2 separate regions of the Sus scrofa genome follow, and region 2 is linked to region 1. Evidence: chromatin contacts called from public HiChIP or PLAC-seq data. All regions are on one chromosome and are shown on one strand. Each heading gives the region's core, a stretch centred on a gene start, on an enhancer-like site or on the middle of the called end of the contact. The rest is flanking DNA. Distances are from core to core; before and after follow the strand shown. Region 1 overlaps FAM214A (protein FAM214A). Region 2 overlaps MAPK6 (mitogen-activated protein kinase 6).

Region 1 (4,315 bases), core at 500-2,999:
ATTAATGTTTCATAGTTCTCAGTATATAGATCTTTCATCAGTTTGGTCACGTTTATTCCTAGGTGTTTAATTTTTTTGATGTGATTTTAAAAGGTATTTTTTTAATATGCCTTTTGTAATATTTCATTGTTAGAAATGAAACCAATTTCTGCATGTTAATCTTGTATCCTGCTACTTTGCTGAATTCATTGATCAGTTTGAATAGTTATGTGTGAAGTCCTTAGGGTTTCTATATACGGTAACATGTCATCTTCTATATGGTAACAATTTTACCTCTTCCAATTTGGAAACCTTTGATTTCTTTTTTCTTTCTTTCTTTTTTTTTTGGTCTGACTTCTGTGGCTAGGACTTCCAATACCATGTTGAATAAAAGTGATAAGAATGGGCATCCTTTTTTTGTTCTAGGTTTTAGTGGGAAGGCTTTCAGCTTTTCTCCATTGAATATTATATTGGCTGTGGGTTGTCATAAATGGCTTTGATTATGTTGAGATATGTTCCCTCTATACCCACTTTGGTAGTATTTTATCATAAATGGATGTTGGATTTGAGAGTTATGTTTTTAAATTTATTAAATCTCACTGAATTGAAATAAAATACTGTAAAATAACCAAGGAGTAGGCAAAAGCTTGTATAAATGGCCACCAGTTTATATACATCTACTTAATAAATGATCCACTCACAAACATTTGCTGGTAGCGCTTTGCTCTCCATCCACCATGCTGAATTTGTTCCTGTTGCTTTTTCTTTGAAAAAGAGAGAGATTAAATTGATTGGTGAACTTCAGATTTATGAGTATAAGTAAGATAAACACTCAAAGGATTTAGGGTTTAGATTTGGGGTCCATTCTGTTACTTATAGGTTCTATGACTTGGGTCTTCCAAACCTGTTTTCTCATCTGTAAAATGTCCTGGGCTCAAAGTGTTGCTTCTGAGTTTCAGGTAAGACAATGTGCCAAAAACTTTATATGAGGTATGAAATCCTGTATATGTTGACTGGTTTTCCCAATGGACAGGATCATCTGTATAGGTGAGGAAAGGCCAGGTGCTCTCAAGCATATCTTAGGTGGGGTCACTGTCTAAAAATATCTGTTCACACCGTGCCTGGTTTTTGCTGTTTTGAAAGTTTCTCCTTGTTATCCTGACTGAAAGTACACTCACTAGAGATACCACTTAGATTAATAAATGCATATTTAATTACAAATTTTTGAGGAGTATTGAAATGATGGTCATATTTTGTTATAAAATTAGCTCAACTAGATCCTTTTCAGCAATATGCCATAAAGGAAGATTTAAGACCCTAAGGCTTTAAGGTCAAACCTAGATCATAATTCTAACTTTAGCACTTGTCAGCAAAATGACCTTGAGCAAATTACATAACCAGTCAGAACTTCAATTCTTTTTATTTTAATACCATCAACTTTAAGGATTGTGGGAGAGATGAACTGAGAATTTGTGGCTTAGTACCTAGTATGTGCCTGGCACAGGATAGGGATTGTGAAGTGTTTTACTTGCAAGGATATGCAACTTAGATCAGCTGCGCATAGGAAATGTGTGTTTGGGTGCTGTATAGTGAAAGCTAGTTATAAAAGGCATAGGATCAATAGACCGTTATTGTTTGTTGCTTTGATCTTTGTATTCTGGAGTATACAATTAGAGGAATTGAAAACCAGCACTGAAGTACACACCTGTAATGTGCATGCAAGGGAGATGGAAAGTAGGTAATTGGAGCACACTACCTATTTCTGGGTGATCATACACCATTAGGAGCATTTAGAACAGTGTTAGGGCAAAGAGGTTGGGGTGGGAGTGAACACTAGAAGGAGGCTGATAGAAATTATTAGAATGGTCAAATGGTGCCCCAAATTGCTTTTTTCTTAATTTCAGAATATTACCTAGGATTGATTCAGTGCTTGGAGCATGGCCCTTCTACTTCTGTGACCCTGAATGTAGACTTGTTCCATGATGCTACAAGTAAGGGCCTAATTATTATAGGTCAAGAAAACTTTGGTAGGCTAGCCAGGGTATCTAGTCATAACTTATTATTTGTAATTATTTTTTGTTTATTTCTTTGTATATACAAATAATGATATTTATTCAAAGTATGACCATTATTTGGACTTTAAAACTTAACCTTTTTGAGAGTATAAGCAGTTTATAATTAGAAATTAACATTTTGCGATCCGGCGTTGCCGTGAGCTGTGGTGTAGGTTGCAGATGCGGCTCGGATCCCGCGTTGCTGTGGCTCTGGCGTAGGCTGGTGGCTATGGCTCCGATTCGACCCCTAGCCTGGGAACCTCCATATGCTGCAGGGGCGGCCCAAGAAATAGCAAAAAGGCAAAAAGGCAAAAAAAAAAAAAATTAACATTTTAAATTAATATGAATTTTTTATTTTTTATTTTCCCACTTTTAAACTTACATATTCTTTTTTTTTTTTCTGCTTTTTAGGGCTGTGCTTGTGACATATGGGAATTTTCAGGCTAGGGGTCCAATTGGAGCTACAGCTGCCACCTTAAGCCACAGCCAAAGCAACATGGGATCCAAGCCACGTCTTTGACCTACACCACAGCTCACGGCAATGCCAGGTTCCTGACCCACTGATCAAGGCCAGGGATGGAATCCAAGTCCTCATGCATACTGGTCGAATTCATTTCCGCTGTACCACAATGGGAACTCCCTAAACTTATATATTCTTTTTTTTTTTTTTTTCTTTTTTGCCTTTTCTAGGGCTGCACCGGTGGCACATGGAGGTTATCAGGCTAGGGGTCGAATCGGAACTGCAGCCACCGGCCTATGCCAGAGCCATAGCAACGCGGGATCCGAGCCGCGTTGGCAACCTACACCATAGCTCACAGCAATGCGGGATCCTTAACCCACTGAGCAAGGGCAGGGATCGAACCCACAACCTCATGGTTCCTAGTCAGATTCGTTAACCGCTGAGCCATGACGGGAACTCCTAAACTTATGTATTCTTGAATGGAATTAAATTTGTTTACAATAGGTAAAATCAGGCCATTTATAAAACTTTATCCTGCTCTCTAGAGAATTCTTTTACATTTTTTAACCAAATCAGCCATTTTTTGGTAAAAAGATATTAAGATTTGTTGCATTATCTAGTGAGTCTTTTCTACTTAGATTTATAATGGTAAGAGAATATGTAACTTTAGCACTAAATATTGGCAAATTGCTTTTAAGGCTTTGATCTTAAAAACAACTTTAGGTTAAAGCTCTATATTATGTTTGGTATACTTCACAATATTTTGACATACAAAAAACTTTTTTTTTTTTTCTTTCTAGGGCCATACCCATGGCAAATGGAATTTCCCAGGCTAGGGGTTGAATTGGAGCTGCAGCTGCTGGCCTACACCACAGCCATGGCAATGTGGGATCCTAGCCATATCTGCAACCTACATCACAGCTCATGGCAAGACTGGAACCTTAACCCACTGAGAGAGGCCAGGGATTGAACCTGCATCCTCATGAATACTAGTTTGAGCCACAACAGGAACTCCCCAGAAACTTTTTTTTTTTTTTTTGTCTTTTTAGGGCTACATCTGTGGTATATGGAGGTTCCCAGGCTAGGGGCTGAATTGGAGCTGCACTTGCTGGCCTACACTATAGCCACAGCAATGCCAGATCTGAGCTGTGTCTGACCTATACCACAGCACACAGCAACGCCGGATCCTTAACTCACTGAGCAAGGCCAGGGATCGAACCCGCGTCCTCATGGGTGTTAGTCAGGTTCATTACTACTGTGTTACCATGGGAACTCACCATATACAAACATTTTTTAATATACAAAAGAATTGGCTGTAGGATTTTGTTAATCTTTCCCACATTGCTTGCTCTATAATTTAGTTTACATCTGATTTTTAAAAGTTTCAAACCCACAGGGAAAGTTGAAATCATACAATTAACAACCAAATACCTTTTCATAGATTGTGAACATTTTACCACTTTTGTTTCATCTCTCTTAAGTGATAGGTAGGTAGATTAGGCATAGAGACATGGGAACTTTTTTGTTTTGTTTTGTGTTTATAATTTAAGGGTAAGCTGCAGCCAACATGACTCTTCAACCCTGTGTACTTCTGCATGGAACTGGCTAGTAACCACATGTGAGAACTGTTGTTCTTCCCATCTCTGCATCAAGTTGGTGCTTGAAGTCAGCAATTGCAGCAATGTTTACACATGGAAATTGGCAATGCTACAAACCAAGGTTTCTTTCTCCTCTGCAGAGCCAGTTGTTAAACATTTACCATCATACCGCTGTGTATATCTCTTAAAAATAAGAACATTTTCCTAAATATCTACAATACAAT
Region 2 (4,315 bases), core at 1,333-3,832, 710 kb after region 1:
TGCCCTTTCAGAAATTTCAGTGACTGGGGAGCTCCCGTTGTGGCTCAGCAGTTAACAAATCTGACTGTGATCCACGAGGACGCGGGTTCAATCCCTGGCTTCATCCAGTGGGTTGAGGATCTGGCACTGCTGTGGGCTGTGCTGTGGGCAGAGGCAGCTCAGACCTGGCGTTACTGTGGCTGTGGTGTAGGCTGGCAACTGTGGCTCTGATTCAAACCCTGGCCTGAGAGCTTCCATATGCCGAGAGTGCGGCCCTAAAATAAATAAATAAATAAATAAATAAATAAATAAATAAATAAATAAATGATTGGTCAACATTTACAGGGGTAAGGAGTGGGTAAAAATTCATCTTGGGGAAGGCAGGAGTTTGTGCCTAGGCTGAGAGCAGCAGCTGAGAACTGCAGAGTCCTCATTATAGATTCAGAGGATGACTATTTTGAAAGCCTTGAGCAGACCTTACAGAAATATGAGACCAATCTCAAGAGATAAGGTAATATTTATCAATAAAACTGTAATTTCACTAGACAGCAAGTACTGTACAAATAAAAAATTGGGGGAGGGGGAGAAGATCCCACTGTTTACAGTAGTGTTTGTCCAGTGAGTTGCCTCACTGCTCTGTGAGCAGTAGTTTTCAAAGTCTTACAAAATCCGTAAGACCAAAAGCTTTTAACATCTAGGAGCCCACCTTAATGAGTAAGTTGGAGGTCATGTTACACTTCTGCATGATAAAGTAGATACAGGAAATGTCTCCAATTCAGTCCTGCCCTATTCAGCAAGTATTTGCTAATTATATATAATGTATGTGTCAATATACTAAAAACTTGGGATAAAATGGTTAAGTAAAGATAGGCTTGAGCCCTGCCCTCAAGAGTTTATGGTATGGCTAGAGACAAACAATAATAAACTGACAGGAGTTCCCGTCGTGGCACAGTGGTTAACGAATCCGACCAGGAACCATGAGGCTGCGGGTTCGATCCCTGGCCTTGCTCAGTAGTTTAAGGATTGCCGTGAGCTGTGGTGTGGGGTCACAGACGTGGCTCAGATCCCGCGTTGCTGTTGCTCTGGCGTAGGCCAGCGGCTATAGCTCTGATTAGACCCCTAGCCTGGGAACCTCCATATGCAGTGGGAACGGCCCTAGAAAAGGCAAAAAGACAACAACAACAACAACAACAACAATAATAAAAACTGACAACAGGAAAAAGGGGAATGCAGAAGAGACAAGCAGTACAGGATGCTATGAGAGCCTAGACAGTGGGGGACTTGATCTAATTAGAGAGGTCAGGATGGGTGTCTCTGGAAGCCATAAAAAGCCATAAAAAGCCTTCCAGGCTCCCCCTTAGCAATCATGGAAATAGCTTCTTCCTTATCATCTTGACCTTTAAGATAGTTATATTCAAAATCCTGATCTCTACAATCACTTCCATCTTTCACATCCATCTGGGAGATTCTTAGATTGATCAAAGCATGCACATGCACCTCAAGTGGATCAGTAGATTACTGGTCACTGCATCCTCCATCCACATCAACAACCTCTAGACATTTTTTCCACCATCTTTCATGGTTAACTTCACAAAAGCAAAGATCAAGGTTTAGACTCAGGAAAGATCACAGTTCTATATTCCTTCTGCACTTTCTACATACTTCAAGGGAGGATAAGGAAAACTAAGACCGGACAGTAACTTTAAAAAGACTCTTCCCACCACCCTTCCAATTTCTCCTCCTTCAAATATTACCTATTCTTACCAACTTCAATGCTACTGTGTTGCTTGGAGAGAGACGATTAGTTAAGTTTTAATTAGCTGGGTCAATGTTGTTTTGTTTTTAACAATTTGGTAAATAAAATGAAGTGCAGAGAATGATCTATAAAAACAAATTGGTTCTTTGGTCTTCCTTCAGATCCACCAAAATATGGAGAAATAAAAGCTCTGTATGTAGCCCAGGCTGGGTACTAGATTCCAACAATAAAAGGCAGTTCTCTGAAACTGCATTAGTCACACTATCACCTCAAGTTCTCTTTTATTCCCTAAATCTGCCTCCTGTTTTGTCACTTAGCCTACCCCCACACCAAGAAAAATGCAGGTACTCTGAGTCAAGCCCTGGTGTATGAAATAAAATTATAAAATGCATATGAAAGAAATAAAAACATAGAATAACTTCTGCCCCAACTCCACATTCTATAAAAACTGGATTTTCTTTCCTTTCTTATCTTTCCTTTCTTATCCAGGAACAACTTGGCCAGGGTCAGAAAACACAAAGTTTGAGGCAAGGACCTTAAACATAAAGGTTACTTGTCTGGTTTTCTCTTCCAGACTGGTACTTCTCAGGTTAAACGCTGACATGGGTCATCTGGTCACGCTCACCCACAATCCTACCCCCACCCCTTCAACAGCCCTTGCCTATTTTGCTCTTTTCCAGGGTCCAGTAAGTAATCTGAGTTAACTGGTATTCAGCTAGACTCATATCTCCTCAGCCAAAACCCAGTTGCTTTTGGAGAGAAGGGAAAGGTTGAGCTCTACTTATATTCACCTAGGACTGTCTCCTAACCCTGGCACAGAATGGTGTTGTTATAGCAAAGTTACCCTTCCCTAAGATCATGTTCTCAAGCTCTCAACAACACTACTAAGTTTCGAGGGCAGAGAAGGCCAAAGCTACAGCTTAGCTGCTCATGCATATGCATTCCCGGCAAAGCCCTTGCTCCAAATGTAGGGTAACCCTAAGAGTTATGAGGGACTCCTCTCAGGATTTAGATCTCGTTCAAAGTGCAAACTAGTGTCAGTGAATGATCATCTTAGGAACCTGGAGTGGAAAAGAAACCTTTACACTTAAGCATCCAAGCCCAACTGGTTTTGCCTGCTATCAGTAACTACAGAGCTCCAGAGATAAACTTCCAAAGATGGATGATTACACAGTTTTTAACAAAGTATCCTGTTTTGAAAAAACTCCTCTTCTATCCCTGAACCTCTGCCTAAATACATTCTAACATTAGGGACTTCAACCATTTAAAAGGCCATTATAAAATAAATGTCATTTCCTTCCTTCCTTTCCTCCCTCCTTCCTTCCTTCTTTCTTTTTTAAGGGCTGAACCTACTATATACGGAAGTTCCTAGGCTAGGGGTCAAATCAGAGCTGCAGCTGTCAGGCTATACCACAGCAATAGCAACACCAGATCAGAGCCACATCTGTGACCTAAGCCACAGCTTGCAGCAATACCAGATCCTTTACCCACTGAGCGGGGCCAGGGATTGAACCCACATCCTCAAGGATACAAGTCAGGTTCTTAAACCTCCGAGCCACAATGGGAACTTCTCATTATATTTCTTTTGATGCTCATTTCTAGTTGCTATTTTCCTTAGGGTACCCATATTGGAATATTGAAACTTCATAGGCCAGATAAACTAGCCAAAGAATCTCTAAAGACCCTTTCAATTCTAAAACTATGATTTACGAAAGCACAGTACAAATATCTTACTTCACTAATTTTTGTTCCCACTTATTATGGTGGTATGTCCAGAATGGTGGAAATGTGATTGAAATTGCTATAAATCAATCATTAAAAATACACAATCCCTTCAACAAGTTTACAGCTGGAAATTTTAAAATAATTATAATAACCATTCATCTCTCTCATATTTTCCTTCTGCCTGAGCCTTTATTTCTAAGTCCCCTCTCCTAACTAGTGTTAAGGAAACACTGGTGCAAATATACAAGCAAGAGACACGTGGGCAGCCTCTTTCTTCAAGTATCTGTGGAAATCTGAGGATTCCAACCAAACAAACATGAGTATAAATTTCTGTAGTAGTCAGGTTAGACAGTGTTACAGCAACAATCCCCAAATCTCAGAGACTTAACAAACCCCTAAGTCTTGCTCATGCAGCAAGTTCATCATAGCTATTATCCAAACTCTTGAAGTACTTAGCATCTCTATCATTGCCACTCAATGTTCCAGCCAGAGTGGGAACATCTCACTGGTGCCTGAACCTTCATCCAAAAATGATACACTCACTTCTACTCACATTTTACTGACCAAAGCAGATCACATGGCCATACTTACTTCAAGGCATCAGGGAAATGCAATCCCAACATGGCCCAGAAGCAGAGAAAATCTAGATGTTGTTAACAGCTGTCACTAACATAGCTTCAATTCTTCTATCCATCCACTACCTTTTTATTCAACAAAACTTTGCATGCTTACCAAATGTCAAGCACTGTTTTAGGCATGAAGGTAGAGAAGGGGTCAAAATAACTTAAAAAAAATATCTGGTCTCATGGAGCACATACTCTTAGAATATTGCAGCAGATTCCTCCCTGTGCCATT

Evidence for each region. HiChIP or PLAC-seq counts read pairs in DNA pulled down with a chosen protein or histone mark.
Region 2: a contact with region 1 is called in an H3K27ac HiChIP or PLAC-seq map of skeletal muscle, with 3 times the contacts expected there. The contact joins two enhancer-like sites. A contact is called at or near these places in 1 of 47 Hi-C or Micro-C datasets (skeletal muscle) and 2 of 2 datasets of contacts at active chromatin or transcription factors (alveolar macrophages and skeletal muscle).

The regions. Positions count from the first base shown.
Region 1 is chr1:119,035,057-119,039,371 of Sscrofa11.1, forward strand. All of the region lies in intron 2 of FAM214A (protein FAM214A), which reads left to right. Among named protein-coding and RNA genes, the nearest start is that of FAM214A, 43 kb to the left of the region's middle. Within about 2 kb of position 1,750, at least 1 of the 83 cell types and tissues checked has an H3K27ac peak or open chromatin away from gene starts, as enhancers often do. A contact at or near this core is called in skeletal muscle, where this site is marked.
Region 2 is chr1:119,743,464-119,747,778 of Sscrofa11.1, forward strand. The region is part of intron 1 of MAPK6 (mitogen-activated protein kinase 6); the gene reads right to left. Among named protein-coding and RNA genes, the nearest start is that of MAPK6, 25 kb to the right of the region's middle. Within about 2 kb of position 2,583, at least 6 of the 83 cell types and tissues checked have an H3K27ac peak or open chromatin away from gene starts, as enhancers often do. A contact at or near this core is called in skeletal muscle, where this site is marked.